Linked DNA regions of Mus musculus: region 2 is linked to region 1. A link is a contact called in public Hi-C data. All regions are on one chromosome and are shown on one strand. Each heading gives the region's core, a stretch centred on a gene start, on an enhancer-like site or on the middle of the called end of the contact. The rest is flanking DNA. Distances are from core to core; before and after follow the strand shown.

Region 1 (3,744 bases), core at 633-3,132:
AGTACTAATTTCCACAATAAAATGAAATGGCTCCAGAGAAACCATTGAGTCCTATCAGGTAAATAATACACAGTTTAAAAGGTCCCAGGCATGTATTCACACAACAGAAGAGAGCCAAGGAAGAAGTTAGTCTTCTGAGTAAATAAATAACGGATTGTATAAAGCCACTAATTGCCCTTTACGGTGGTTTAGTGGGTTTGAGAATGCTTGAGAATTAATACAGACTTGCCACCAGATGTCTGTCCAGGGAGGGGTTAGCAAGGAGGGTCCTCTGGGTGAAAGTGCTTTAACGCTTTTAGTTAATGTCCACAATTGCTGAGAGCCCCAGCTCATGGGTGACGTAACTTTGTCTTCTTTAAAGAGAATAATGTGGTGATGACGTCCATGCGGCAGCATGACTGCACTTGATACCACTGAGCAGATGTGTGGAGAATGGTTAAAATAGGTATTATGGACCTTACATAATAGTAATTTAAAAAATCTATAGCTTAACAAAGAAAATGAACAGTTCTGTAGATACAGCCTGAGATCCCTAATCCAAAAATTCTCAGTTGCAAAATGCTCCAAGAGCCAGAACTTCTGGAGCACCAGTTTAACACCAGAACTTCTGGAGCACCGGTTTAACACCACAAGTGGAAGATTGTTTATTAGGAAACCTGGTCTGTGCGTGGCTAAAACATCATCTCAAGTTACCTTCAGAATATGTGTGTAAGGTATATGAGAAACAATTGGTTTTACTGTATTGGGTACACACCACACACACACACACACACACACACACATATACACCACAGACTCTGAAAAGGAACTGAGTCAGAAAGCATTGTCGAGTTGGGAATTTGGGGAAAGCGTTGGTGCTCCAAGAGTTTTGACCAACGTGGCCTTTTCTCCTCCATAGGGCAGGCGATCGGTGTCCTCTCCTGGGTTTGAGGTTCCAAGGTTCCCACCAAAGCACTGTGTACCTCATTCTCAGATAGAGTTAGAAGTGACCCCAGCCTTCTGCACTGGGGATAGAGCAGAGCCAACCCCTCTCCTACTCCCCCAGCCACTGTGACTGTGAAGTAACACAACCAATTGTCACCCTTGTTCAGGTGCATCACTGTGCTCTGAGGACTGTGCAAAGGGAGCAGAGGGAGCCAGGTCCTCACGCCTCAGTGCCAGGGCAGTTAGACCACACTACTCATTTCTACACATTGTCATCCGACACTGCGTCCTCTTCCTATCAAATACATCCTCAGACATTTGCTAAGTTTAAATCCCAGTCCTATACATTATTTTTTGCTTAGTCTTTGTCACTTGGTCAGCATATCCTGTGCCTTTTAACACCCTTGGGGTTGTCCCTTCTAAACCAAGGCTAGTGGATGTTCTGTATGTCTAATGTTTGTAGCCTATTTATTTCTTATTTAACTTGACACAAAACAGTACATGTGGCACTTCAGTGCAAAAGCTGGGGCGGGGGGAAGCTATTGTGTGATTAGCATGTTTTCTGTGTCACAGCTATCTAATGAAAAATAGAGACTTTTTACAATTATATATTTCTGAAAGAGACTTTTGCCTGTACCTTGTTGACAAACTGCTTTGATTACAGACTTACTGTCCCGCCGAGAACGAGTTACTAATTGGTAGTTACTGGGCCAGTTATTTTAGAATGTTTAAACTGACCACTAGTGAGTATGGCAACATACAGTTGCTGCCTGCCTTGAACTTCGGCCTGTGCTATCAGTCTCAGTGACCTTGCTCTGGGAAATTGAGATAAAACCAAAAGAGACCACAGAGTAACATATTATATGGGGGTGTGGGTTCACGTGTGTGTGGAGGCCAGGGGACAACCTCATGAGCTGTCTACCTCTTGTTTAGCGATGAGAATCTCTCACCAGCCTGGGATTCTGTTTGTCTTGGCTGACTGCCCAGCCTCTGGGTTGATTCCCCTGCCTCCCCGGTGCTGAGATAAGAGCTACTCCTGACTTTTTTTGCATGGGTGCTGGGATTTGAATTCACACCTTGAGGCTTACCTGGCAAGCACTTGACCAACTCAGCTATCTTCCCAACTCACCAATTATATATCTAACAAGAAAAGCTTTTTAAATGTTACATCCTAAGTGCACAGGTGGTTTTCTGAACCTGCTGGGGCCACAGCAAGCCAGTTAGAGAAACATCTGGAACGGTATGTTAGCCATTTGATAGTCTGAGGTCATTGGTTTGCATTTGTGTCTTGTTCAAAACTCAAACTACCTAGCTCTTTATAACGGGAGTTTATTTATTTAAATCATGGCCCAGTGCCTTTGGCTTGATTTTGTTTTACATCTCCAAGCCCACAGAGTCTTCTTCTCTGGCTTTACTGGCCTGGCACACAGGACCTTCTCCAGAACTGTCCTTTGGCCAAGTGTCTCTCTGAACTTGAAAATCACACAGCCATGAGACCTGACTGTCCAGCCAGCTGCTACTCTGAACTCAGGGCCTGCCCCTGTCCAAGTCCTCCCCTCCCAAGGACCTGCTCTTTTTCATCCTTTGCTGAGACAGCCTTGGCCGAGCGCTGGCTGTTTGCACTAGCTAGCTAGCCTTTGATGACTGTGATTTGGAGCCACTACAGTGCCCTGCTGCCAGGGAAGGTTAATGTGCTCCCGATGGCTGGGACAGCCTGACCTTTCTCACTTTGCCCAGCTCCCTGCCCTGTGCTGGTTCTTAGGCCAGTGTCTGGCAGCCACATCATGTCCTCACCCTGGCAAGCAACATACAGTCTCTGGGCAGCATATGTCCCTTCAGGATACACCACGCAGAGTATATTCCAGATGTTTTAGAACAACCATCTGATCTACCAAATTCCAAGTACATTTCTCGGCCTTGCCCCTTGGACTCACTACAATTATTCTGTCTTCTTTTGCATAGTATTCTGCTCTTTATCCCTCTCATCGTGAGAGAGGGAATCAATCCAGTGTGACTGTGCTCACTGTAGTCAGTTCAGCTAAAACGTTGAAACAGGCTTGCTTAACCAAGGCCATGGCCCCTGTTAAATATCACAGGCCAGGTCAGCCTGCTTGCTGGCCCTGGTGTAGCAAATCAAATAGTGCTTTCTGAAGACCTGCCTGGGCTGAGTCGGAGACCCTGCCGCTCCCCAACACTGCCTCTTCTTGGCTTTGTTCCCCCTGTTCACAGCCAGGGAGTCAGCGAGCCACTTGAGGTCACAGCTCTTCATCTTTCAATGGAGACAAGTCTCCCCTGTTCAGCTTGCCTGATCCTAGACCTAAGAGGAGCCAAGGCAAATAACACCACTCCATGAGCACTGCAAATTGAGGTGTTAGTCACTGGAGAGAGCATACGAAGGAGCGCCAGGTTTTCTTTGAGTCACTGTCCTAGCTATTTTATGTAATTGTGAAAGGACACGAGTTCCTGTGTGCAAGAAAAGATGGGCACAAAGCACATTGTTAACTCTCCCTCTCTGGATGGTAGGTTACCTCTGACCTCCTGGGGGGCCATACTGGCTGAATGTCTCAGGGCCTATGCGTGGGCACCTTCCTGTCACCATGCCATGTCATCAACAGACAGCCTTCTGCGGCATGCATTAGTGTCCAAATCTTGCATATGGGAAACTGAAGCTTCAAATTGTTGAGTCACTTGCCACCCAAAGTTAATGGACACAGAAAGGGGTGGTGCCTACTGGGTCCACAGTTTGCAGGGGATATGTGGCCCTGGACTGGGAAGGTCTGCCTCACCACAGGCTGGTTGCCCGGGGTTCGGGTTCCTCTC
Region 2 (3,744 bases), core at 427-2,926, 520 kb before region 1:
CTCCTTGGATTCTAGTAGAATTGTCTGGAATGGAACTTTGGAACCCTTCACCTGAGAATGGGAGACGGCTCACTGAGTCCCCTGCTAGTCTCAGGGTGTGATTGTCATGCACATGAAGATGAAAATCTGTGAGACAGCTCTCATGGACTATCCATACTCAACATCCAGACAGAAAGGTTTGAGGGAGCCGTGATGTGGGCAACACAGTTGGTTCACACTCAACACAATGCTGGTTTCACCGAGCAAAGACCAGGCTTCTGTGTCAGGTCCTGGCTTAGGAGTAAAGCCAGGAAGAACTCAGGGGGTTCACAGAGAGGCCCTAAACCTGTGGGCCTCAGCAGAGAACTGGGTAGTACTCAGATCACAATTTGCCACATGTGGACAGAACACCAGGAATACATTGTAACTTGCAACATTTTAGAACAGTTAGCAAACAGCTGGATGCCCTGTTCTCAGTGAGTTAGGCCAGAGCGTCAGCAAAGCAGGTTTTGTTATGGAGGTCAGCAGAAAAATAATCGGGTTGAGTACAGCAGTATATTCAAAAGTGCATCTCCATCCAATGCTGTGGGTTGGTTTCACTTCAGAAGCAGAATGAGGAGGAAAAAAAACCTTCTTTAGGAACTTTCCAGAGCTTCAGATATGGAGGGCACCGAAGCAATGCTGCTTTTCCCTCCGCGGCAAAAGACAGGCACATGCTCTGCGCACTCTCACATCACCAACACAAAATTTGCATTAAAAAAAAAATCCTGGGGTTTGTTGTTGGTATTTGGCTTCTAAATGGAAGGGAAAAGGCTGGAAAATGGGTAAGAGTTTTCCCAGAAAAACTCAAGCGAGTCACAAGAAAGCAAAAAGGGGGCATGTAGAGGGGATGCATACGGGCGTGTGTGAGGAGGAGGGTCCGTGACACCCTTAACTAGGTCTAAAGAACAAGTTCTTTCACTTGAAGACAAGGCGAGGTAAGGAGAGAGAAGATGCAGAGAAAGTGATCCTGACCCTTTTAAAAAAGAGGAGCCTCGCAGCGGAGGAAGCAAGTTCTTATTCCCCGCCAGTAGAGGGCACTGTCGAGCAGATTTTGGCTGCTGCTTGGCAAGGGGTCTTGCAGGGAGCGGGGCTGGGGCCAGGAGCGGTGATTGCTCAAGTGGATGGAAGGCGTGTTTCTTAGGGTGCCACTCAGAGTGTATGAATACCAGGGGCGGATTTGCATTTTTAAAAACGTTATGCTAATATATTAATATCTCATAGCAACAGAGAAAAGCTGTGGGCCTTCCATGGAGTCCCCGATTCTCTCCACAAACCCTTCTGACAGGTAGCGATTTATATAAAATGCTCGGAGGAGGCTGTAAGAGATTGTGATACATATTTCATAATATTTTCTAGCACAGCACTTGATCTCACGGGCAGATTCATGAAAATGCAGTATTTATTATACAATATCCATGTTTTATTAAACCTGGTTACATAGCAAGGGAGACATTTGTGGCAGAAGCCTCAAGGCTAAGCTGGGGCTTGGAGGGGGGGGGGCACAAACTCCCAAGAGCCCAAGAAAGAAGCCAGATGTTGAATGGTATCGTGGGCCCAGGGCTCTGTCTATAACCTCCCTCCCATAGCCCTGGGGAGGCCCTAGCTACCCTGATGAAAGGAACGGGCTCACCGCTCTCCCACTGGCCACAGAACTGAGCAGAGTATTAATAACACGTTCAAAGACAGAGGCCCTCTATCTTATCAGAAGTAGAAGGGAGTCTAGCTTGTTATCCAGTCTGCCGCCCCCAACTTATCTTTGGAGCCACATGGTAGAATGCATCCTTCAGTCTCCTCAGCACTGCAAGGCTCCCATCCAACCTGCCCTCCTGGAAACCTTAGAAATCTGAGGAGGGTTTGCTTCACACAGGGCGCTGTGGGCCAGGAATCAATCGGTCTGGCTCCCCTCTGATCTCCCAGGGCTGTGCGCATGCGCATGGGGCCCCAGCAGCTGGGGTAACTCTACTCCCACAACCGTTCCTTTCTTTTCCTGGACAAGATTTATACAGCACGGTTTAGTCTTACACAGACCGACATTCCCGAGGGGAGGGGGGCTGAACTCCCATGGACCACGGCCCTTCTGCTCCCTACAAGCCAGCTTGAAGATGGAGGTTTAGATAAAGCTGGGTTGATACTCAAGGAAATGGGATTTTGTATGAGACAAGGACTCACTTTAAATGACTTGATGGATTGTGTTGACCCTTGAGAGCCAGCGACCTTGCTGCCGCTGTCCATTCTTTCCTGATGAGTTGGGTGGACAGTGTCACAGTGTAAGAGGCCCTCTCCCAGAAGACAAGCGAAAGGTCTTGAAGACCTCTTGATAGAGGTGGGGTCATGAATGGTAGCTGTGGAAAGGATGCTGAGAGAGCAAAACAGCAAATATGCATCCTTCGGGGCTTTGTTTGTTTGTTTGTTTGTTGTTTTTATTTTGTTGGTGAGGGGATTGGCCAGAGGCGTTTCCCAGAAATCAGCCACACACACTGGAGAAGCAGCTGTGCCTTTTCAACTCCGGAGTGTGTGTGTGTGTGTGTGTGTGTGTGTGTGTGTGTGTGTGTGTATGTGTAGGGTGTGCTGAGCCCACAGTGTCTGCCTTTTACTTACCTGAGATGCCAGCTCCAGACAGTCTTGGCCTGGAGGCTGATCTGAATAGTAATCAGTCTCTCCTGTCTCCCTCGCTGTACAAGAACCCAGGACACTAATAGCATCCCCAGGGAGTGCTGCTACTGGGAAGTGTCTGCTGGGTCTGTGGTGTCTGCGGCTGGGGCTCTCAGCTCACCTCATTCATCCTCCTGTGCAGCAGCTAGGATGAAAAGGATTTTCAACTTAGTTGGCAGCTTCATTAAAAGAAAAAAGGAAAGGAAGGAAGGAAGAGAAAAAGGAAGGAAGGAAGGAAGGAAGGAAGGAAGGAAGGAAGGAAGGAAGAAAGAAAGAAAGAAAGAAAGAAAGAAAGAAAGAAAGAAAGAAAGAAAGGAAGAAAGAAAGGAAGGAAGGAAGAAAGAAAAAAGAAGCGCTTGATTCTGTTGGTGCTAGTGGTATAACATTTATGTCTTATACAATTACTCAAAATCACTTTTGATAGACTCTCCATTTTATTTTGTTTGCTTTCAAACTCATTCTAGAAAAATGACTGAAGTCTACTGACATGTAACTCAGCACCTCAAGAAACTGTAACAATAGCCCAGTAGCCACTCCAAGTCTGTGTGTGACGGCCTTGCTTGCGTTGAGAGAAGCCATTTCCCACACAGATATCCCAAGTCTTGGGATATTCAAAAGGAGGTTTGGATACTCATAAAATGGGACGGAACATCCTTTCGCTGACTGGGCATTTGTACAGCTAGATATAACAGTCCCTATCCTGCTGCTGTGGCGTCACACACATTTAATCCCAGCACTTGGGAGGCAGAGTCGGGCTGATTTTTGTGAGTACCAGGCCAACCTGATCTATGAAATAAGATCCAGGACAGCCAGGGCTAAACAGAAAAATCCTGTCTCCTGTCTCCTGTCTCCTGTCTCCTGTCTCCTGTCTCCTGTCTCCTGTCTCCTGTCTCCTGTCTCCTGTCTCCTGTCTCCTGTCTCCTGTCTCCTGTCTCCTGTCTCCAAAACCAAACCACCAACACCACCACCACCACCACCAACAACAACAAAGAAACCCCAAAAGCCAAGGCTGCGCCCCCAGGGGTATTTTCTCAGGTTAAGATTCTCAATGGCTTCAGCCTAGGGTTTCTT

Evidence for each region. Hi-C and Micro-C count contacts between places; a contact is called where the count stands out from the background.
Region 2: a Hi-C map of uterus shows a contact between it and region 1, with 4 times the contacts expected there. The contact joins two enhancer-like sites. A contact is called at or near these places in 9 of 39 promoter capture datasets (the C10 cell line, the HPC-7 cell line, cranial neural crest and 6 more), 2 of 15 datasets of contacts at CTCF or cohesin (embryonic stem cells and large pre-B cells), 29 of 484 Hi-C or Micro-C datasets (the C10 cell line, CD8 T cells, the G1E-ER4 cell line and 16 more), 12 of 115 datasets of contacts at active chromatin or transcription factors (DN3 thymocytes, bone marrow-derived dendritic cells, craniofacial prominence and 7 more) and 1 of 9 other capture datasets (embryonic stem cells).

What each region holds. Positions count from the first base shown.
Region 1 is chr1:38,240,834-38,244,577 of GRCm38.p6, reverse strand. All of the region lies in intron 10 of Aff3 (AF4/FMR2 family, member 3), which reads left to right. The region is part of intron 1 of Gm16150 (a long non-coding RNA gene); the gene reads right to left. Among named protein-coding and RNA genes, the nearest start is that of Gm16150, 23 kb to the right of the region's middle. Within about 2 kb of position 1,882, at least 40 of the 459 cell types and tissues checked have an H3K27ac peak or open chromatin away from gene starts, as enhancers often do. A contact at or near this core is called in the G1E-ER4 cell line and uterus, where this site is marked.
Region 2 is chr1:38,765,368-38,769,111 of GRCm38.p6, reverse strand. No RefSeq gene overlaps it. Among named protein-coding and RNA genes, the nearest start is that of Lonrf2, 69 kb to the left of the region's middle. Within about 2 kb of position 1,676, at least 71 of the 459 cell types and tissues checked have an H3K27ac peak or open chromatin away from gene starts, as enhancers often do. A contact at or near this core is called in the G1E-ER4 cell line and uterus, where this site is marked.